Regions from separate parts of the Mus musculus genome. Here all the other regions are linked to region 2. A link is a contact called in public HiCAR-type, HiChIP or PLAC-seq and promoter capture Hi-C data. All regions are on one chromosome and are shown on one strand. The core of a region is the stretch at or near the end of the contact, and the rest is flanking DNA. Distances in the headings are between cores, read along the strand shown. Region 1 overlaps Cdh13 (cadherin 13). Region 2 holds the start of Cdh13 (cadherin 13). Region 3 overlaps Cdh13 (cadherin 13). Region 4 overlaps Cdh13 (cadherin 13). Region 5 holds the start of Hsd17b2 (hydroxysteroid (17-beta) dehydrogenase 2).

What was found. Promoter capture Hi-C pulls out the DNA fragments that hold promoters and counts their contacts. HiCAR-type assays count read pairs that join an accessible place to other places. HiChIP or PLAC-seq counts read pairs in DNA pulled down with a chosen protein or histone mark.
Region 1: an H3K4me3 HiChIP or PLAC-seq map of neural progenitor cells shows a contact between it and region 2, with 8 times the contacts expected there. The contact joins the enhancer-like site here to the promoter of Cdh13 in region 2. A contact is called at or near these places in 5 of 484 Hi-C or Micro-C datasets (the C2C12 cell line, embryonic fibroblasts, nephron progenitors and 2 more) and 15 of 115 datasets of contacts at active chromatin or transcription factors (SST interneurons, VIP interneurons, craniofacial prominence and 12 more).
Region 3: an H3K27ac HiChIP or PLAC-seq map of embryonic stem cells shows a contact between it and region 2, with 5 times the contacts expected there. The contact joins the enhancer-like site here to the promoter of Cdh13 in region 2. A contact is called at or near these places in 1 of 39 promoter capture datasets (embryonic stem cells), 1 of 484 Hi-C or Micro-C datasets (the HL-1 cell line), 10 of 115 datasets of contacts at active chromatin or transcription factors (embryonic basal ganglia, embryonic forebrain, embryonic hindbrain and 3 more) and 1 of 9 other capture datasets (embryonic stem cells).
Region 4: a contact with region 2 is called in a HiCAR-type map of embryonic stem cells, with 4 times the contacts expected there. The contact joins the enhancer-like site here to the promoter of Cdh13 in region 2. A contact is called at or near these places in 1 of 484 Hi-C or Micro-C datasets (cerebral cortex), 11 of 115 datasets of contacts at active chromatin or transcription factors (embryonic basal ganglia, embryonic forebrain, embryonic hindbrain and 5 more) and 1 of 9 other capture datasets (embryonic stem cells).
Region 5: a promoter capture Hi-C map of hippocampal neurons shows a contact between it and region 2, with 4 times the contacts expected there. The contact joins the promoter of Hsd17b2 here to the promoter of Cdh13 in region 2. A contact is called at or near these places in 2 of 39 promoter capture datasets (embryonic stem cells and hippocampal neurons), 1 of 484 Hi-C or Micro-C datasets (cerebral cortex) and 2 of 115 datasets of contacts at active chromatin or transcription factors (SST interneurons and embryonic forebrain).

The regions. Positions count from the first base shown.
Region 1 is chr8:118,828,434-118,833,075 of GRCm38.p6, reverse strand. The region is part of intron 4 of Cdh13 (cadherin 13); the gene reads right to left. Among named protein-coding and RNA genes, the nearest start is that of Gm31893, 230 kb to the left of the region's middle. Within about 2 kb of position 2,640, at least 34 of the 459 cell types and tissues checked have an H3K27ac peak or open chromatin away from gene starts, as enhancers often do. A contact at or near this core is called in neural progenitor cells and stem cell-derived motor neurons, where this site is marked.
Region 2 is chr8:118,281,512-118,285,468 of GRCm38.p6, reverse strand. It overlaps Cdh13 (cadherin 13), which reads right to left and starts at 1,858. Exons shown (of 14, transcript NM_019707.5): 1 at 1,571-1,858. The coding sequence starts at 1,615. All of the region lies in intron 2 of Gm51555 (a long non-coding RNA gene), which reads left to right.
Region 3 is chr8:118,936,041-118,940,122 of GRCm38.p6, reverse strand. The region is part of intron 5 of Cdh13 (cadherin 13); the gene reads right to left. Among named protein-coding and RNA genes, the nearest start is that of Gm31893, 120 kb to the left of the region's middle. Within about 2 kb of position 2,477, at least 8 of the 459 cell types and tissues checked have an H3K27ac peak or open chromatin away from gene starts, as enhancers often do. A contact at or near this core is called in embryonic stem cells, where this site is marked.
Region 4 is chr8:118,795,432-118,800,004 of GRCm38.p6, reverse strand. All of the region lies in intron 4 of Cdh13 (cadherin 13), which reads right to left. Among named protein-coding and RNA genes, the nearest start is that of Gm31893, 260 kb to the left of the region's middle. Within about 2 kb of position 3,279, at least 8 of the 459 cell types and tissues checked have an H3K27ac peak or open chromatin away from gene starts, as enhancers often do. A contact at or near this core is called in embryonic stem cells, where this site is marked.
Region 5 is chr8:117,700,357-117,704,897 of GRCm38.p6, reverse strand. Hsd17b2 (hydroxysteroid (17-beta) dehydrogenase 2) reads right to left here and starts at 2,952. Exons shown (of 5, transcript NM_008290.2): 1 at 2,635-2,952. The coding sequence starts at 2,902.

The DNA of each region.
Region 1 (4,642 bases), core at 1,391-3,890, 550 kb before region 2:
CAGTTTGAGCTACGCTGGGAGCTTGAGGCTAGCCTGGGCTAAATGTGACACTCTGTGGCAAACCAGATACCAATTGAAACCAAAGAGCTACCTGGTTGTGTCCTGTGGGTATTTTCCTGGGCTCTCTGTCTAGCCTCATGGATCTGTGTTTGTCCCTCTGTTGCACAACACTGTCTTGACCTTGTTACCATGACGCCATTACAGTGAGAACCCTGATGTGATCTGCTTCTGGGTTGCTTAGCTATCCCAGGTCTGTACTTTTTCATACACAGTTTAGAATAAGCTTGCCTACAGAGATCCTCGCTGAGATTTTAGCAGGAATGACAGTGAGTATAAATGTCCCCTTTTTTGTGTATGACATCACAGGCACGTTACTTATCCTTACTGAACGTCTCTTTGTAAACAGCTTCTCAAATTTGAAACAGGAACCCCACCTTTGAACAACCATTCCCACGATGTCCGGCGCGTGACTATCTTAGTTGTACACTGTGAACAAAGCTACTGCGAACATGTCCCTGAGAGGGCAAAGGTACTCTGCATTTGGAGTTGTTCTTTAGGGCAAATCCTCAAAGTTGGAGGGAAGACTCAAACACTGAGAAGGGTTCATCTTCTTATGGTTATTCTTCTTCAGTCAGCCTTACACAGATTTTGCTATCTGTATGTGAAAAAGACTACCACCATTAGCTTGAAATTCCAGTGAGGCACGATGTGGTATATCAGGGAGGGAGGGAGACTGTCAGTGATGGCAAGGGAGGCTACAGAGACAAGAGTTTTGCAGCTTCCATGCTTTCTGCAAACGACAATGGCTGTGTTGGTGGTGGCTGGCCTGATGCTGTTACTGCCACAAACCTGCTCTCAGGTACTCCCCCCCCCTCCCCCTGTATCCAACTTGAGAAGGTGGCTAAGTGGAGCCCACTTCTATCTTCAAGCCAGTTATTTGCTACTAAACTGCTTTTCCTTAAAGTTCCTTTTCATCCAAAAGAAAAGAAGATTTAGTTAAGTCATTTTCTTTTTATCCAAGAAAAGCAAAGGGCACGGATTGACCAGCCCCATCGAGCTGCCTTTTGTTTTGACGATGACGGGAATGGCTGTCATCTGAGGGAGCCCTGAATGGAGTGAGAAATATCCATCGTCAGCGCGGGATAGCTCAGGCTGCTGGGAGACCTGACACGGTTCCATTTGTGTTTCCATCCTTCCTAATCAAGTTTCTGCCTCTTCCTGTAATGGAAGTCACATTCCGGGGAGAGAAAAGAAAACAAAGCCTCTGCCTCTAAAAACTGTGCTGGGCTGGGCCCTTAATAGTGAGCGTGAGAACAGAAAGCTCAGGCTCCCCAGATCGCTGTGTGAGGACGGGAGAGGAGTGGTGAGCCCTGCTGGCCTCATCTCAGCCATCTTAGTGTGGACTGAGCTTGTGGCTCTGTGGCAGGGTTCTTGTTTGACAGTCCCTTTGGACTCCATGGGAGACGAAGCAAACAGAAGGGACAGCATCAGCACTGTGGGGCAGACAGCTTCCCAGGGGCCTTGCTTTATATTTTGACACTGACTTCTGTAATCCAAGCAGCCTGTGTGTCAGCCTCACTTTCCAAAGATGGAGGCGGAACCTTAACTAGTAGAGCAGGGTTTTCAGGCAAAGCTGTCCATCAGATCTGAGACCTGCTGGACCTCAGGCTGAATGCTTCCCTTTGGCCCTCCCCGGTTCTGGTGTGGGGGCCGACCCTGATCTAAGCTAGAGGGGCAGATCTAACACTAAATCGATGCTGTGATGTAAAAGAGAGCACGGATATGCTCTGCGTGTGAGCAGCACTCTTGCACACGTGGACTGCTCGGAGTGAGGGGCAGGGCCTGTCTGCTTTGCCTTGAAACACAGTGCCTGTGCTTTCCCATCCTACAGAGAACACAGGCTCTACATGGAAAGAGTGGGCTTCCCTCCCAGTTCAGAGGAGGGGAATCAAGCCCTCTGTGCATCATCCATTGGAGGTGGGGTTCAGAGCATCGGGCTCAAGCTTCAGGTTCAAGTTCTTATTCATACCTCGATTATCCACTTTCGGAGAAACCGTCACTAAATCTCTCTAAGCCTCAGCTCTCTCTGATGTGAGGAGGGCCTGGTACCCACAGGAGACTTGCTAGGGGGACTAGGGTGAGCAGTGCAAGGGGAGAGCTGCCATTGAGGACACCCTGTCACCTGCCATTCAGCACAGGTTCTGCACCTCCCTGGATGCTGGCAATACTGTTCGCAGTATTATCTGCAGATGCACACACCCTCACTCCGCCGGGGGGGGGGGGGGGGGGGAGCCAGACAGCCACAGAGTGCCTGCTGTCTCTCTCTCTCTCTTCCTCCTGATCCTCTCCCTCCTCACCCCCTCCCTATTTCTTCCCCACCCCATGACAGGGGCTCAGATGATCTCTAGTTCTCATTCTCCTGTCTCAGCATCCCCCAAGCACTTGGATTTCATGCATATACTAGCACACCAGCGTCTTTCTTCAGTTTCACTGAAGTGGTTTCTGTGGTTTGGGGATGAAGACAATTATACCATGGAAACTGCAAATAAAACCACATCCCCACCTCTGAGATACGCTTGCCTGTGAGTCATGTGTAACAATTGTTCCCCTCAGATCCCTGGGCACGTGCCTGGGCATGCCTCCTTGATATACACAGCTCAGGCTACCTAAAGTAAGGGAACAGTCAGCCCCCACGCCCAACTCCCTGAATCTAAGACTGCAGGAGGCTTCGTGACCACACACACACACACACACACACACACACACACACACACACACACACACACTTGCAGCTCAACCCTCCCCCTTAGAGATAGCAGCGTGGAGTCGCTAGTTCTACGCTCACGAAGGTGGCTGTGGCTAAGGAGACCTTGATCCTGTTCCTTTGCGCCACCCGGATTTATGTTTCTTCTTTGGACTCAGCTCTGGGGAAATTACTTTTCTCCAAGTGTGATGTCTCTTTTATGTGGGAGATGGGCGGGGACTGGGGGAAGCAGCATCCGTTACCTATCATCCTGTGATAACATCTAGAAGTGAGAAAACACACACTGGCATCATTCAGAGAACCCTTCCAAAGGTGGCAACTCCTCAGCTCAGGGCTGACATCCCTTGTCCCTTTATTTGCCCGGCCCCAATCCTCTATAGAGACGATTTCACCATGGCTCCTAACACGTAGCAGACATGGCTGGATGGACTGTCAGTGTTGAAGAATACCACTGTGCATGTGAGGCAGCCACTCTGCATTTGTGAATGCTAATCCCCAAGATCAGACTCTGAGGAGACTCTCTGGGAGGGCAGAAGGCAGAGAAGTTTCTAGAAAGAGTGCCCAGCAGCAGGATACAGGTCATGCCTGGCGACCCATGAACTTTCCTTTGGGTCCATCCTCATGTCTCCTCACTGTCCTCACACTGTCCTCACACTGTCCTCACACTGTCCCCTCACTGTCCTCACACTGTCCCCTTTCACCCCACCCCTCATCATGTTCCCCTCAACTCCCACCATCAGATAAACCTAAGACATGAGCAGTGGCATTCTTACGTTGATTTTGCCCACTGGGGAAATTGAGGCACAGAGGTTAAGGATTTGGTCCAAGCTCTTATAAATTTGCATCATCAGCAGCTGACAGAGAAAATAACAAACTTCTTGAAGTTGATGTGCACAGCAGCAGCTCTGGTTACCTACACATGATCAGCACAAGAAACAGTTAACACTGCAGCAGGCATGGGTGGGGGGAGGGGTTGGAGTTCCACTCTTGGCTGTGGATCTATTGGCAGCTTATAGCACCTGAGGGAGGGAATCGCCTTCTTTTCTGGATATGACCACTGGTAGGTTCCTCATGGCCCAGTATGAGCCACACATTTAATCTTTAAAATTTATGTGTATTTGTGGATGCAGTTGTGCATGTGTGTGTAATACCTACAGAGGTTAGAAGAGGGTGTCAGATCCCCTAGAGCTGGAGTCACAGGCAGTCGTGAGCCACCCAGTGTGGGTACTGAGAGTACCTACATTGCTGCAAGAACAATAAGTGTCTCTCAACTGCTGAGCCGCCTCTCCAGATCCTGACTCAGGGGGTTCTTAACAATAGAAAGAAATAAATAAAAAGAGTACCTAGCATGACTTTGGTAGGGAACTGGGATGGGGACACTTACTGGGTATTGTCAGGAGGTGACATATATGGTCAATGTGCATTATATAAATGCATGAAATGCAAAGAATAAAAAATGTTATTAAAAAGCCAACTCACGTGATAGATTATGTTGCTTACACAGGGGGCTGAGCCCTGACAAGCAGTCACATCTTATGACCCTTCCTTAAGCGGTATGAGGTAGAATCTTGTTTCTATCTTCCAAGTCCAAACCCAAGGCTTAGGCAGGCTAAGAGACTCCCCAGCGGACACTTAGATATGCGTGTCCTTTGAACTTTTGTCCTAAGTCACTACATTAAATAGTCAGATCGACGGTCTACAAGAATTTAACCAAATAAGCATATCTCTAGCCCAAAGCCTGCCCTCTAGGTGACCAAAACGAGCAAGCCGAGAAATGGTCAAGCCGCTTGTTCTGGCCAACTTAGTAAATTACACAGGAACAAAGGGGGATTCAATCAATTGCTTAGCAATTAGCCATTATGAAAAGATACAGAGAAA
Region 2 (3,957 bases), core at 609-3,108:
AACGATGGGATCCATAGCAGGGCCCTAGAGAATCAGCTAGAAAACCTCTAATAGAAAAGAGCAACAACTGTGTGTGCCCCAGGACTGTGTGTCCACTGACAGAGATGTCAGAACTCAGGACAGGAGAGCCTGCCCAGCAGAAAGCATCTTACTACTCTGTCACCCAGGGTCCTGGCAGGGTCACACACTCACACACACACCCTTGGGTCATTTCTATGGTCATTGCATTTCTGGGGTGCCAGCTCCTCTCCAGCAGCCATCTCCCCTTAGAAGGCTTCCTACCGAACCCTGACTTCATCTCCAGTTTCCCACTTCATGTACAACCCCGTGCCTCTTCCACTGGAACCCAAGAATCCTGCCCAGAAAACTCAACACCCATGCCTCAGGCATTCCCGCACCCCCCCCCCCCATTCTCTCTGCATGGCCCTGCACTTCTGCAACTACCCACTTGTAGACTGCCAGTTCTAGTTCCCAGAGGCTGCCTAAAAGGACAAGGAGGGACCGAGCCAGTATGCCAGCATGCTTCCTGGAGCTTCAGTCCTTAGAGGAGGACTGGGCGTGCCTCCTCAGCCTCCAGTGCCTCTGGCCTGTCCCCTAAGTGTTGCTTTCCTACACCCAAACTTCCAGGGATCTCCGAGCTTCAGCCGGGCTGAGGAGAGCCCCAACATGCCTCTCCTGCTCTCCCAACCTTGCCCTGGCACCGCAAGGATCTGGAGGGTTATCTGCCAGGCAGCTGCAGCCTGGTGAGGAGGCTTGAACTTTTCCTTGTGCTCAGCGCCACCCGCCCGCCCGGGGAAGACAACAGAGGCTGCAGCCTGGGCTCGGGCAGGAGCTCCAGCTGTCTGGACAATGGGGGCCCAAGGGGCTGGGGGTAGTGGGCCTGCGCTATGCAGAGGAGACCGGGGATCGTGCTCAGGCCCCTTTCAGCCCGGAGCTGGAGAGCCGGAAGACCCCAAAGCCGGAGCGGCGGGCGCCTTGCTTTGAAAGACAGCAGCAGCCGGGCTGCGGAGATCCGCTGGCGGGAGGCGCCTTGCAGCTCGCCAGCCGAGCTGGGCGAAGAGAGGACGAGCGCCCCGGGAAGTCAGTGATGCCAGCTCCGGCCTCTCCCAGCCCGGCTGCCGGCTGAACCGAATGGCTCTTCCCGCCCCCCCTCCTCCCGGCTAAGGCACTGGGCTACGGGGCAAGCACAATCCCTAGGAGTCGCCTCGAAAGGAGTGTGTATCCGATGCACGAACCTCGGGAGGAGGCGAACCAAAGTTACCCTACTTGATGTCAGCCAGGATGTCGCTTTGCTTGCAAAAAGGCTCTGTCTTCCCTAGAATGAGCTTACACGCGCACACACACACACACACACACACACACACACACACACACACTAGCCGGCAAGAGGAGCCAGGCTCCTCTAGGATCGGAGCTGAGGGTGACCTCGCATCTGAGCTAGCCGGGTATATCTGCACGGCGGCTAGCAGAAGCCCCGCGTCCCTCCGATTGCTTCTGGCCATCACCAAGCAGGGCGATCTGAATGCAGAAAGCTGGTGGGAGCGCGCTGACTGCGGCTCACATTCCCTACCTGGGACAGCAGGACGCACAGGGTGAGCGGAGTTCTCGGCTGCATCTTGCCCGACTAGAAGAAGCGCCTGGCGGCGTTTGCATTCACACACGCGGCTGCACTGAGCATATTTTCCGTGGGAGCCAGCCTTTGAGGAGAGGCTCTGCCTCGCCAGCCAGCCAACTTCCCAAATAGATCAGCGGCAGCATCGCGAAAGCATTGGGTAGCGGCTGATGACCAGGACCAATGGCTTTACAAGACGGATTCCTTCATAACGCTCCCTCGTTTTGCATGGCAGATAGGGGCGAGCACCTCGCAGGGAGAGCCCCCTCCGAGCAAGGAGGCGGCACGTTGGCTTTTTTTTTTTTTTTTTTTTTGACTCCTGGTGCCCAGCCTCACAAATCAGGCTGGGCAATGCCAACTGATTCCACTTTCCCTAGGAACTGGAATTGCACCCGGGACCGGCAGCCACTTCTAACACATTGCGAAAAAAGATTCTCTTTATTAAAATGTTAATAAGATCCACTTTATTCCCAATAAATCACATAAAATGACCCCCGCAGCCGCAGCCCTCTATGCCCTAAGAGTCTTGCTGGTAGATTTCTTTGGCTTTGTTTTTCGTTCGCCCTCTCCCCCTCACCCCCCCCCCGCCCCCATCGGCCCCCAAAGTGGCTCAGCCACCGGTGGTGTTTGGTGTTTTTCTGCCATCACCACAAATCACAGAGTGGACAGATCAATTCTAGCTTGCAGGAAAAATCCATCAAGGAGCAATAGATTTTATTAACTGCTCAGGTGAGGGTGGGACTGGCCGACACTCCACAAGCGTGAACCAAAGCCAGAGTGAGTCATGGCTTGAGAAAATTCTGTTTTTCCCCCTTTGGATGTGACCTTTCAGAGTCCCTGAGCTATTCCCAAGGGCTCGAAACAGTGCTAGCCATGGCTCAAGGAGTCCTAGAGTTGGGGAGTGTTGGAGATTAGAGAAACAGGGACACATAAGGCGGTTCTTCCCTCGAAGAGATCTAAAGCTAAGGCAGGAAAGTCCTTATTTTCGTGCAGCTTTCTTCCTGAGAGGACTTATGGGTTTTACAATAAAAGGCATTTATCCATCTGAGATAGAAAACTTGGACCGCAAAAAAAGTTTATAAAACTAAAACGCTAACTTCCAACTACAACCGAGTTGCTGTGATTTGGACAAATGAGCTTCCTAGTAGCCAAAGCAATATGAAAAAGAAAATGAATGCCATTTTTGTTGTAGAAAATGTGTATAAGTAGCCGGGCAGTGGTGGCGCATGCCTTTAATCCCAGCACTTGGGAGGCAGAGGCAGGCAGATTTTTGAGTTCCAGGCCAGCCTGGTCTACAGAGTGAGTTCCAGGACCGCCATGACTACACAGAGAAACCCTGACTCAAAAAAACCAAACCAAACCAAACCAAACAAAACAAAAACAAAAACAAAAAAACAAAAAAAAAAAATATATAAATGAAAAAAAAGAAAGAAAGTAAAGAAAATGTGTATAAGTTACATTCAATACTGGTATCAATATATCACGTGGCATCTGTCACAGCGAGACACTGAGCAATAGGCCAGTGGGTTTGGGAAATATTTCAACTGCCAGCACAGGGCCTGGGATGATGAGACAGTGATTGGTATGTATCAAAGAGCAGATAGCTAAGTCAATCAAGAACTAGCAGACGGTAAGGAGGACCCTAGAGTCTGGAACTGAACTAGCCTGCTGACACCCCAGCTCTTTATTCAGAGCAAGTTGCCCAGACTTTGAGTCTCCATTTGTCTCCTGGCTAAAACTCCTAAGGTCACACTGCGGATTCAGCGGCACCTCGTTGAATGAGCACCTCACCCACTCAAACTGACATGCTTTCTAAAATTCCTCCCTTGTCTGCGCCTTGGCCATAAGGTCACTGCATGTGATTCTCCCCCACCCCCACCCCCCAAGGGCCTTCGTGACAATGCTTTCATGTCTGGTGCTTGGTTGTTTTAGCCAACTACACACATTACAGATAGCAATGCCATCCGGAGAGCCCACAGACGATATTGAGGAAACCACTGCCTCATCCGTTCTCATCTGATCGCCTAAATAGCGCCACCTGCCCTGAGAATTTCATAAACATGTCCTGTAGTAGATGGCATTCCATAAAGAGGACAGTGTGAGAGCCATGTGTACAGAAATCCGTCCCCCACATTGCTGCTCAGAGATAGCAGACAAGCTTGGAGTCTACAGAGATCCAAATAAGGATATCTGAAATCTCTCTATTAGTCTCTATTCCAGGAAAACCGTCATCTGGTCAACCAGAGGCCAGCTACCCTGAGACCAGAGGTTAGCAAATATAGACAAGGAGACAGGAAGAGGGGACAGCTCAGCTCAGAGGATGGGTAATCAAGGTAACAGTGCAC
Region 3 (4,082 bases), core at 1,228-3,727, 650 kb before region 2:
ACTCATAGGCTTGGGTGTCTCTTATGTGGAATTTGAGGTTTAAAGTCAACAAGGAAAATGGGTAAGAAGTGTGTATTGTGTGCATATGGGGTCTACTCTTTAAGACTCCAGGGGCCTTTTCTCTTCCCACATTGGAACAGATGCCTGACATTCAACTAAGCCCTGGGGGTGATAGCCTTACCTTTGCAGGGAGCAAGCAATAATAGCAGGCTTGACTGCCAGACTCATGCCTAGCTTCTGATCAACTCTCAGTATGCTTCACATACTTCCAAGACAAAGTAGAAGAGAACCACTTAGCACTTGTGGCTTTTTAAAAAAGATGTCTTCTCTCTATTTTCTCCCAAGCAAAAGATTTACCTTGCAAAAACTCCATATCTATAAGCTAGAACTGCATCTCAGTCACTCAGGCTTGACTTTCTGCCTCTCATAAGGGCATGTGGTACTCAATGGACATAGACTTCTAGAGAGCCAAGTGAGAGGTTTTCAAAGGCTGAACATAGTGGCATTCATTCCTGTACAGGCAGTGAGAAATTTAAGTGTACAGCAATGACTTCAGTAAACTTGGCAGCCTAACACATCTACTTGCAGTGTCAGGACCAATTCTGCCTATAGTGTGTTAAACTGGCCATATTTAGGAGAACAGGCAAGCTTCCCAAATCCAAGAAGCACCAGTCTGCTTTACCGTTGTGGTGACAAACATTTTGACCAAAGGTAATTTAGAGGACGAAAAGGTTGATGTGGCTTACACTTCCAGGACACAGTCCATCATCAAGGGAAGTCAAGCAAGAACTTGAAGCAGAAACCATGGAGAAATACTGATTATTGGCTTGCTCGGCTATCACTTTTACACAGCCGAGGGATGGTGTCGCCCACAGTGAGCAAACCTCTTAAATCAAGTAGCAACGGGGACAATCCCTCAGAGTCAAGCCCTAGGCCAAGCTGTCCCCGGCAATTTCCCCCTGAGAGTTACTCCTCTCAGATGACCCCATGCTGTGTCAAGCTGACAATCAAGGCTGATCAGGGTATACCTCTAATCTCAAAAGTTATATCATCTAAACTTATCTCCTATCCTAGCTCCCTTAAGCTTGGAAAATGCAAGCTTATTATGTAATTACAGGTATTAATTTTTATATCAAATTATTTTGATATTTCTCTCACACACTTATCTAATCAGCAGTTAGATATTAAAAAAAAAACATTTGAAGGAATAACAACAAATCTACAATTGTCTGAAACATTTTCCCAGCTGGGAAGATAATTGGTTAACAAAGAAGAATAGCGACATGGAAACTATTATAGATTGCCAGCATCCCAAAGTGAGGTGGGGGGTGAAGAAAAGTTTATTAAAAATAAATAATACTAGACATGACATGCATAGCTCATTACACCTGGGCACATTTTTGATTAGGGGCATAGCAGACAATGGCTCTTCAAATGAGATTTGACAGCAGGTAAATTACACTGTGTAAGGGTTTAAGTTGATCTACACAACAACAACGTCTTGATCATAAATAGGATTTGTGTGCCGGAAAAATACATCCCATCATTAATGAAACAGACAAATGAACGGAAAAACATCATATCGCAGTGTGGTTTTAAGTAGCTTACCTTAGCAATGTAATGCGGGCAGTAAGTCATGCATAAAACCCTGTAAAAGCTCATTAAGTCGGGATCAGTCTAGTCAGAGCAGCACATATTTCAAGTAACTGTTCTTCCTTAGCCAATTCCAGACGCTATTGTTTAACAACATCAAGGAAAGTAATGGAAAATAAAGCCGTTGTCATTCATTATAAGTTATGTGCCCTGAAAACGCTTGCATTTTAAATTAGCAGCACAAAGGACTCTATATACAAGCTGCGCTGGTAAGGATCGTCGTCGTGCCACATAGTGAAGCTGTCCTATACAAGAGTGTTGGAGGAGCAGGCAGAGAGAACGGGAGTGCTGAGGAATGGGAGGAGCATGGTGCATGCTGTCCCCTGGACTTGCCAGGGCTGTTGCTCACATGCAACTGTGGTTGGCTTTATGAGGCTTGCACAAGGTCTAGCCTGTTAAAGTTCCAACATGGAAGAACTAACTGAAGAGCTGTTAGCAACTGATGGCTACTGGGTGGGTGGGTGGATGGTCACTAACAGGTTCCCTATGTCCTAGCCTATATCACACTGGATGACCTTACACCCATGTACATACGAGAAGTACTAACTGGTATCAGTGAGTTATTTTTTAAAAAGATAAAAGAGGGTGTGAAGCTGCTAGTGAGGTATTTGGGGGATGCAGGGAAGAATTAGAGGTAGGGAGTAGCGTGGTGTAGTAATTATACCTATGAAAATTTCAAAGAATCAACAAGTGATTAAAAAATAAAATATAGTTCATAGTTTGGGTTCATCATCATGTGGGTTGCAAACTCTGTGTGTATGGTGTGTGTGCACGTGCATATGTGTAGTCTCCCCTCTCCCAGCCTGAAACCTGCTTGTTCGGGGTGGAGCTTCTTGCTCATTCGTTCTGTCACGCCCACTGCTGGAACCTGAGGAGCCACACACGTGTACCTTTTTACTGGACCCGAGATTATTCGGCGAAAGAGAGAGATTGGAGACGTACTATTGAAAGGGCAAGCCCTTCACTGCCTCCCACCCAAATAAATAAGCCAATTGGCCTTGTACTACAAGAGCCGGTCGAACTCCTTCTCCCTGTTTCCCACCTATCATCCAAAAATGCAGAGGTCAACTAGAAAGTTACCTACCAAGTACTAATTAGCATTATAAAGTCAGAGTCTGCAGCTCCAGGCCTTTCAGTTAGTTGTTTACTAAGAAAGGACAGTCTTAAGCCAGATACAGTTTACCATAAGAAAAGTTAAAGAATCCCAGTGAAGCAAGTTTTTTCTTTAGCCCTAGATTCCAGGCAGAACTATTGAGCATAGATAATTTTCCCCCCTCAGGCCAGCTTTTTCTTTTTTTTTTTTTTAAATTTTGTTAATAAAAGGGAGGAGATGTAGTCTCCCCTCCCCCAGCCTGAAACCTGCTTGCTCGGGGTGGAGCTTCCTGCTCATTCGTTCTGCCACGCCCACTGCTGGAACCTGAGGAGCCACACACGTGCACCTTTCTACTGGACCCGAGATTATTCGGCGAAAATCGGGTCCCCTCCCCCTTCCTTCATAACTAGTGTCCCAACAATAAAATTTGAGCTTTGATCAGAATAAATTTGTCTTAGCTCCGTTTCTTCTTTCGCCCCGTCTAGATTCCTCTCTTACAGCTCGAGTAGCCTTCTCAGTCGAACCTTTCATGTTCATGCATATGCATATTTGTGACGGCCATAGTACAACCTTGGCTTTCAAGCCTCAGGCTCCACTCGTCTTGTTTTTTGAGGCAGGATCTAGTCTAGGCTGACTGGATCTACTGGGATTACAGGCTCGCTACCATACTTTCTATCCCTCATCCATCCTTCCTTCCTTCCTTCCTTCCTTCCTTCCTTCCTTCCTTCCTTCCTTCCTTCTTCCCTCCCTCCCTCCCTCCCTCCCTCCCTCCCTCCCTCCCTTCTCGCTTTCCTCTCTCCCTCTCTCTTTCCCTCCCTCTCTCCTTCCCCCCTTCTTCCCTCCCTCCTTCCCTCCTTTCCTTCTCTCTTGTAGGTTCTAAATGTCAAAATCAGGTTCCTGTGCGTCAAGGTTAAGCATTTACTAACAGAGCTACTTCCCTGGCCCTAGCACTTCTAAGCATGGCGGTCTCACCCTTTTGAGGAGCCATTTTGCTTTATCGAGTTATTAGTATGGGGTCAACTTCCTGAAAGTTGCTTTTTAAGCTCCCAGTCCTCTCAAGCTCTGCTGGCACTATGAGCAGGAAGGACGGCTGTGATTAAGGGGTGTGTGGGAAGCCTGGCTTCTATGGAGTGGGACACCAGCATCTGCGTTTACAGATTTCAGCTCGTCAAAGTGGATCACTTTCAAGGCCATCAAGTCATCAATGCGTCTGTCAAAATATCAATAGCTGTGCAGTCTGCCAGGTAGCCTTCAAGGACTTCTCTTTCAGGACTGGCTGTCACTTACTCTATGCTCCCCATTACTAAAAACGTAAATAGGACTGGAGAGGGATTGT
Region 4 (4,573 bases), core at 2,030-4,529, 510 kb before region 2:
AACCCTCCCATGGCCTTGTTAGTATTAGTCAGCAGCTTTGTGAGCAGGTACTGAGTTATCTACTTCCCCAGGACTATCTCATTCAAGCCATTTGGAAAATGGGGTTAAGGTAGTCACCAAACCCACACAGTGGTGCATGAGTAGGAGTTACCACTTAAACCTTGTGTCTTTGAATCCAGGACCCTGTGCTAAACAGTCTGTTGTAATATAAGTGCTGGGAGCCCTCTACATGGTTCTGACATAGAATCTGTGAAATCAAGGTCACTGTTCTGACTCCTTGGGCAGCAATGATGCATCAGTCAAGTCAGTGGGACTTGAGTTGTGTTGTACCCCTATTCTATGTGTGTGCGTCTTTCTGTCTGTCTGTCCTTCTGCCTAATCTCCCAATTCCTTTGTGTTCATGTTAGAAAGGAAAGCTAGGGACATCCACCTCTCCAGTCGACAGAGGGTTACCTGTGATAAGGATGCATTCAGTCCACAGTCTGCCTGTTGTAGTTACTTTGTTAAACACGTGGGCTTTGGGATTAAGCCGTTGGCTTTTCACTTCTGCTCCATCAGCTACTGGCTGTGTGAAGAAGGCAGGATGCCCTTGCTGTCTCAGAGTCCTGTGCAGTGGTGGAGAGATTTCTGAACCGCTAATGTGTGCAGAGTGCCTTTATTGTGTTGAGTGCATGATAAGCTTTTTAAAATCACATCTGTGAAGCATGAATCTGATGGTGGTGACATTGGCAGGAAGGAGACGAGGAGGTGCTAGGCTAGGATGAAAGGTTTTGTTTGTTTGTTTGTTTGTTTGTTTGCTTTTTCCAGATGAGTTCAGGCTCACAGGTTAGCAGAACAAAGGTTTGTCCAGCTTTATTCCGGTGGGCAGTGGTGGCTGGATGCTAAACAGAAGCTTAAGAACTCAGCTCTGCAAAGGACTTTGCATTTGTTGGAAATGCTTGATGACTTGATGTGATAAGACAATGAAGATGATGGTGATAGTGAAGATGCTGTGCTGCTGGTGGTGCTGATGAGGAGGATGGTGATGCTGCTGCTGCTAGTGATAATGACTGTGACGATGACGATTATATGATGATGGTGATGGTGGCAACAGTAAGAAGGATGATGATGGTGGTGATTATGATGATGATGGCGATAGCCAGAAGCCTGATGATGTTCACCCACTCATGATGAATTTCACAGGGGTGATAATGAGCTTTTGGTAAGTGCCTGGCCCTCATATGTGCAGAGATGGAACACAGATTGTGTTCTGTTATCTGCAAAGTGAAGCCCACAGGAAATGAAGCCTTGGGCATGGAAATGCTGAGTCTGGGATGCTGTTCAGGTTTCCCTGTTTTTATTTAACAACTTGTAATTATGTTGGAGATGGGGTTCAAGTTTAACCTATTTTTTTTTCCTTTACTTCTTTCTAAAACAGACCTCATCCTTAAGCAATAATGACAACAGAGGATACTTGGCTTTGCTTCTGAATTAAAAATCAAAAATGGAGGTCAGAAATTGGCTATGGTAGAGAAAAAGATGGATTCTGAAGAACAGAAGAGCATCCACAGATAGTGGTCAGATTGTTCCTCAACCCAGTTGCCAGCCGTCTTTGACTTATTATGATCCCATATGACCTAACGACCTCATTGGTTGTTGAACCACACCACCTCATTGGCTGCTGAACCACATGACCTCATGGGTTGTTTAACTAAAATCCCAGCCTTCTGATACTCTGGTTTCAGGCAGACTTTTCAAGTTTGTGTTTGTTTTTTGGAGGTATCATGCAAAGTGAGAATGGAGAGTGACAGAGACGGCCAGGTAAAGAAAGAAGAATGTGGAGAAGGAAGAGTCTAGGTGAGTGGTTGACCCTTCAACTTTCCAAATACACAAAATGCGGAGTCAGTAGGTAGAGGGGTGGGGCAGGTAGGAGAAATGAGGATGCCATGCTAAGATGTGTGAGTGAAAGAGCTGAGATACTTATGTTCTCATACTTAGTATCCTATGGTTTGAAACCTACGCACTCTTAGCTCCAAGTCACTATCAAGAATCTTTGGTTATAATCAATGTCTCTTCTCAACATTCAGCTTAAACATAATTAGCATGACTCATTGAAAAACAACCACAGTGGTAAACAGTTGACCGATTAAAAAAGAAAATGGATGTATATCTTTATTTAATTGGTGACTTAAACATAGAAGCCCAATATTCAATTACTTGAAGTCCAAATATTCAACACTGCCTTCTACTCCGACCCAACACTTTGGGGAGATATCAGCATGTTACCCTGGAAAACTGAGGTTGTAGTTGATTTGAATGAATGAAGCCTCTGAGAAGCTTAAAAGAATGAATGAAGCCCCTGAGAATCTTATAAACAGAATCAAAGATTCAAAATCTTTCAGAGAGTGTTGCCAACCTTTCTAACAGTCTAACAGAAGATGGTGAGGCAAGATGACAGCAAGTCTTGGTGTAAGGGGCAAGCCTTGTTTGCAGACCAGCAGCTGTGACCTCAGATTTGTGACAATCTGGAGTTGGCCATTTCTCCCACAACAGGAAATCTTCAAGCATGACATCAAACCCCAGTAAGACAAAAACAAGTGACCTGTTGGGACCAGACAGGGGTTCTCAGGCAAAGATTTCTGTTTCTGCTCACCTCATGTTTAGAAACATCTCTGACATTCTTTAAGACGCAGGTTGCCATGGTTACAGTTGTGCAGGGAGGGGAGTTTTCAAGCAACCCTGAGCTCATCGGTTAATGCCACTGGATCGGAGATTTGTGAAAATTGATATTTATAAAATATCAACCCCTCTGTTTCCCCCTCTCTCTAGATCAGAAGTCACATCTCAGAAGGCAAAGGGAGGGTTTTAAGATTATGAGTGGCTGTTACAGTTGTGCAGTGGTGGAACTGGCCTTTGGAAAGGCCGAGGAAGGGCCCAGATTGCCAGATGCTAAATATGGCCTTTGATCTATCTCTACACTTCTGGGGTCATAGCCATTTGTTGACATTCTCCAGCAGGAGAAACTGTAATTTTAGTGGGCAAAGCTCCTCATCTCCATCTCCATTGTCACAGACCTATCACTATGACAACCCCGATATTAATTGCTATCTATTTAGAACTTATGTGCCACTCTAATCAAACTTATTTTCGAAGATGTTTTAAAGATCAGCCCAAGGAGCACAGTAAAATAGAGAGGTGCTCCACCCATGGAGAGGGGAGATTTCCCTCAGTTCTGCTCCACCCAGCACCTCCCCACCGCCAACTGCTTCACCAGAGTGGGAAATTGAGAAAAACCCGCTCGACCTAACCCTTTTAAAGAGCATACTTCCCCCACTATTTGAATATGAATCTGTCATTTGAATGACAGCACATCGCCCTGCGAGGTACCTTTTGTAAAAAGTTTAAAACCATTCTCACCCAACCCCCTGCCGCTTTACAAGCTTGAGAGACAGCCCTTACTGCTAATAAATTGACTAAATCCATGTCATGCCTGTTCAAATAAGAAATTACAGTAATATTCCTTTTACTGTCCACCGTGTCTTGACATTTGAAATGGCTGTGTTTCCTTTCTCTGTTATGGTTCTTTTCATGTGGATACATTGGCTCCAAATTTCACTGGAGAGATTCAAGCATCAAGGTGCAGCTTTCTGACCAGCGCCGTTCTCCCTTCAATTTACCTAGCTTTCTCCTGGAGGCCCCAGTTCATCATTACAGACACATAAAACCCAAAAGACAGACCCTGCTGAGCCCAAAAGTTGCTTAGAAGGTATTTGGGAAACATGGAAGTATGGTCTTGCCAAAACAAAGTTACAGATGGAGCTTCCTGGGAGAGCGGGCTTCATCATTATCCCCTTGATCTTCACTGTGGTTATTTCTTTCTTTCTTTTTTTCTTTTTTTTTTTTTAAGCTGGGAATAAATTTAACTCCACCAGAGTCACGGGGATTCACAGTGCTGCTCAGAGATATGGAATTAGCCAACTGATGAATGGTGTAGCTTTTATTTATTTATTTATTTATTTATTTTGGCTTGGGTATTTTTAAGACCTAGATTATTTTCAGTCATCTACTTTGGGCAAATGGGAGGATTAGACTCGGAAAGGAAGATGAGGAATCAAAGCAGGACTACATCAAATTCGAGGTGGTTGACTGCCTAGGGATTGAGGGAAAGCAGGCTTGAAACTCTAGAGAGAGGGAAAGAATGCACCAGATTGATGAATTATTAACATGTTTGCAGTGATAGTAGACCTGAGAAGAAGTGAGCTCTAGAAAAAGTGAGACAAGTTGAGAAGGCGTTACAGACAAGCAACCTCAAGGAAGCCCTGTATTAGTTAATCCAGGACCGCAGCACCTCCCGCAAAGCCAGACGAGAAGAAAGGGCATTTGAAGGAACAAGGGAGGGGTGGTGACTTGAAAAACACTTGGCAAAGAGGCAGACAGCAAAGAAGATGAAGAAAGGTATATTCTCTTTAACTATGAGATCAGACAGAAGCAGGTGTGACATCACCTCTGCCCTTGCTCTTGAGGAGAGCAGAGCACCTCCCTCGTTAAAGAAAGGACTTCCCAGTGGGTCCAGGAATCACCCCCTCACTGGGTG
Region 5 (4,541 bases), core at 1,703-4,202, 580 kb after region 2:
ATGTGTGTGTGAGTTTAGGTGACTGTGGGACCCAGGAGAGGGTATCACGCCCCCTGAAGATGGAGTTACAGGCAGCTGTGAACTGCTCCATACAAATGCTGGTATCAAACGCAGGTCCCTTGCAGGAATTCTGGTTCTAAACCACCCAGCCATCTTTGCAGCCACCACCCACCCCATCATTTCTTGAAGAGTGTTTTCTAGTAAAGCGGCCATGCCTGTGACTTCACATACTATCACTTTCTTCCTCTCGTCCACAGCCATTAAAACTCAAGGCTGCCTCAAACAGTGATTTTTAAACCCAGGGAGGTTTCTTGGTTTGTTTGTTTGGTTGGTTGGTAGATTGTCCTGGGCTAGGGAGATAGTTCTGCAAGTAAAGATGCCAACCCACTTGAAGACACCAGTTCAAGGCCCTGGACCTATGTAGTGGAAGGAGAGAACTGACTGCCAAAGGTGCTTATTGATCTCAGCATGTGCACACACACACACACATACACACACACAGAGGGGGGGATAGTTAAAAATAAATCTTTTTTAAAAATTTAATGAGTTCAGGTATCACAAATTTATTTTCAACTTTTTTAATTTCATTTTGAGCTTAGTTTGGTTTTGTGTTTGGTTTGGCTTTTTGTTTGTTTGTTTGTACATTGGGGCTTGGGGGCAGGGTTGGGCTTTGTTTCCCTTTTCCTTTCTTCCTTCCTTCCTTCCTTCCTCTCTCTCTCTCTCTCTCTCTCTCTCTCTCTCTCTCTCTCTCTCTTTCTTTGGTATTGGCGGTGGTTGGTTTGTTTTCTTGTGGTGTTGGGGACTGAACTCTGGACCTTAGCACAAGCAAGACAAGTTCCTCTATCCCTGGGCTCCACCCTAACTTTTAGCAAAGATCTTAAGCCTTCCCAGGAATAATATCAACCTTGTGCTTTCATTGTGCAAATGATGGGAAATGGCAATTTCAGTGTCTCTCAAATATCTCCAGCCCGGCTCTGACATTTGGAAGTTTCCCCTAGGGCTTAGTCCCTGAGCTTGTGTTGCTCACCTCACTTAGGTGGTGACGACACCAAATAAATGGGGAGCAGAGTCCTGCTTTCTCCTCTATCTTGGGATCTGCTGGAATCGCTCCTTCTCAGAGGTCAACTGAAAAAGTGTTAAACCTTGAATTGATCTCTGGATTGTCTACATTTCCTGTCGATTCTGTGATGGGCAGGATGCCATACCTCATTTATTTCCAGAGTTTCTGAGGCTGGGGATAGCTTCAGGGAGGGAGGGACTTGTGTAAGCATGAGAGCCCACGTTCAGATCCCTGGCACCCACGGAAAAAGCTGGGCACTGTGGGAAATGCTGGCAGCTCCTCACTGAAGAGCCAAAACCAAGAGGATCGCTGGGGCTTGCTTGTAAGCCAGGCTAGCCACTCAAGGAGCTCCAGAGTGGGGGAGAAATACCACCAAAAGGATAAAATGGGGAGTGGCTGAGGCACACACCCAGGATTGACCTCTGATCCTCAGAGAGAGAAAGATAAAGACAGACACAGACAGACAGAGACAAACAGAGACAGACAGAGACAGACGTGTACTTAATGGTTCTGTCTTCTTTCGTACAACTGGGAAATACAATAACTACTCGACTTCACTGTTGTATCTTAAACTCAGAGAAGCTGATGTCCTGCCCTTCCACACCCCAGCCAGAACCAAACCGTGCTCACAAGAAGAATCTTTGTTACTGGATTTAAAGTAAAAAAAAAAAAAAAAAAATTGATTCATCAGTCCACGAGTCCCCTGCTGACCACAGCCAGGGGCCCCAGCCACAGGTGATGACTTCCTTATGCAGGGGTGACACCCTCCTCACAAGGTGACTCTGCCGATGGCCTTTCCTCTTCTTTCCAGGCCTTTCTGGGTTAGGATCACTTGAGGGAATTCTAGTTGCAGCTTTCACCAAACAAACCCGTTTTACAACTCCAAGGAATCTAATTTGGCCGCCTCGCGCTTACTGCAGAAGAGCCTGCAGAAGAAGTGAGAGGCTGGCAGCTCAGCTAATGAGCAGCTAGCTCCGTGTGCACGCACTGCCAGTTTGATCTAATTAAGAAGCACTAATACACTAATGACATATAGAGAAAAGGTTCAAACAGGACAACAGGGTGGTTCGTGGTTCGGGACAGCAGCCTGGCAAATTGCAAAGGCTCAAAGTACAGTGGCGTCCCTAGACACACAGTATTGTGCCAAAGCTGACTGGCCACCTTCCTTCCATACATAGAGGGGTGACCAGGCCTAGGACCTAGATAAATAGTCACCTCAGAACAGAATAGCAACCAAGCCTGAAGAAGTCTGTCAGGTATTTCCTGGTACAAGAACACACGTGAAATGATGCTGTTTTACTTATTTATATTTATTCCTAGGAAATTAACACACTCATTGTATAGATCTGTGGCCCTGAGCAATTGTCACGTTTTGTCTTACCACTGGCTCCTTCCAAAGCCCATCCAAACCAAAGGACACGCAAAAAGGCAGTGAGAACCACTCGGGTATGTGCTGCCTGTCATTCACTCTAAGCACTTCCCACTCAAGCCAAAACTGACAGTGTCCCCCCACTGAGGACAGAGAGTATCAGACTCTTCTCCGCAGGACAATCACAGGAATGCTGGCCACTTACCTGTCACCAGCACGGCCTTTTGATCCACAGGTAACAAGTCTTGGTCAGATGAACTCATATACAGAAGAAGGAAGCAGGCCACGGATAAGAGGAACAAGGTGCAGAGGAGGGACAGACTGAGCAGGCAGGCACCTCCCCAGAGGCCAGCGAGACACACCGCCTGGCTCCGCAGCTGCCTGCCACTCCGGCATCCGCAGAGAAGCGTGCCCCCCAGCACTGCAGCGGCAGCCAAGCAGAGCCATGCTGACTCAGAGGCAAACGGGCTCATTCTCCACTGGCCTTCACTTGCTCTGGGCCAGTGAATACTGTGAGTGCAGAAGCTGGCTGGAGGCAGCCCAGGCTTATATGAAGGGAGAGGCAAGCGGGAGGGGGGAACGACAGCCCCCGCACCCTTTGAACAAGCATGTTAAAGGTAGTGATAGGGGAGACTACTCCCAGGATGTAATTTAAACTGTGCACTGTGATATAAATACCTGCTCATTCCCCTAAGGCACTCAACACTTACACATGAGCACACGTACACACACAAACACACACACACACACACACACGTACACACACACATACACACACACACAAATATACACACACCTACACAGACATATAGACATACACACATGCACATACACACAAATAGGCACATACACACAAATAGACACACACACATCGTAACACACAGACATAATACACACACGGACATACACACACATACAGACATACACACACTTACACATACACACATACACGCACGCGCACACGCACCCTCCCACCTGACAGATGTTTACTCAGATAATGATTGACAGACTTGGAATCACAAGAAGACAATCTCCTTTGGATGTGCCCTCTCTGTGTTGGTTGAGTTCTTTTGCTAACTCCGAGTGTATCTGTATGTGTGGCTGTGAGTGTGTGTGTGTGTGTGTGTGTGTGTGTGTGTGTGTTATCCAGGTAATCAGTGAAGCTTGGAAAGTGGATTCTAAGAAGAGAGCATCCCCGATCTGGCCTGTATCTGGAGGACTACTGCCAACTGAGACAGGTTAAGGGCTCAATGAGCCAAAAAAAGGCTCACCTTAGAGGCAGATGGAAGGTGCCTGTGTCTTCCCAGAGGGCAGTTGTGCCAGAGAGAGACCATAGCAATGACAATCAGACTGAGAGAAGCTGTCAGAACCAGTGCTCTGCTCAATTCTGACTCAGTCTACCCTGTTGGAGGCTCTGTTCTTGGTAGTAGGACTCGGTCTCCGAATAGGATGTCCTTACAACATTTCTATTCGTGTGGCAATAACGAGAGAGGCAATCAATAGGAGACTAGAGAGATTAGGAGCCGGAACGCAGCAGGGTGTCAATCCCCGGCATTGCCCTTTGAACCACCCACTGTCTGCTTTCGGTCAAACACAGAAAAGCAACCCCTCCTGTGCTAGTTCCTCCTTTTGCCCAGCTTGCATCTTACACAATCCTTTGTTAGAGTCAGCTTGTAAACTAGAAAATTCAGGCTGGGAGAGGCTGTACTTTATCCAAGAGCAAGGAATCTGAATCCACACACCTGTGACTCACCAGCTCAAGAGCCCTTCTGTAAAAACTGGAGAGATAGTTCAGTCTCTATATATAGGTATCTGGGTATTATATACCATGAGCGCGAACACACACTTACACATGAGCACACGTACACACAAACACACACACACACACACACACACGTACACACACACACACACACACACACACACACACACTCGGACCACCAGTTCCTATACTGACACCCAAGGGGAGCTCCCACGGGATTTGATGGGTGTGGTGCTTACTGGTGTCTGCCTAGGACAAAGCAGGATTCTAATAAAGGCTAGAAACTGAGAAAACTGGAGAGAGAGGAGCTCTCACTTTGTGTTCAGATGGCTCATTTTAAACCCAGTTCA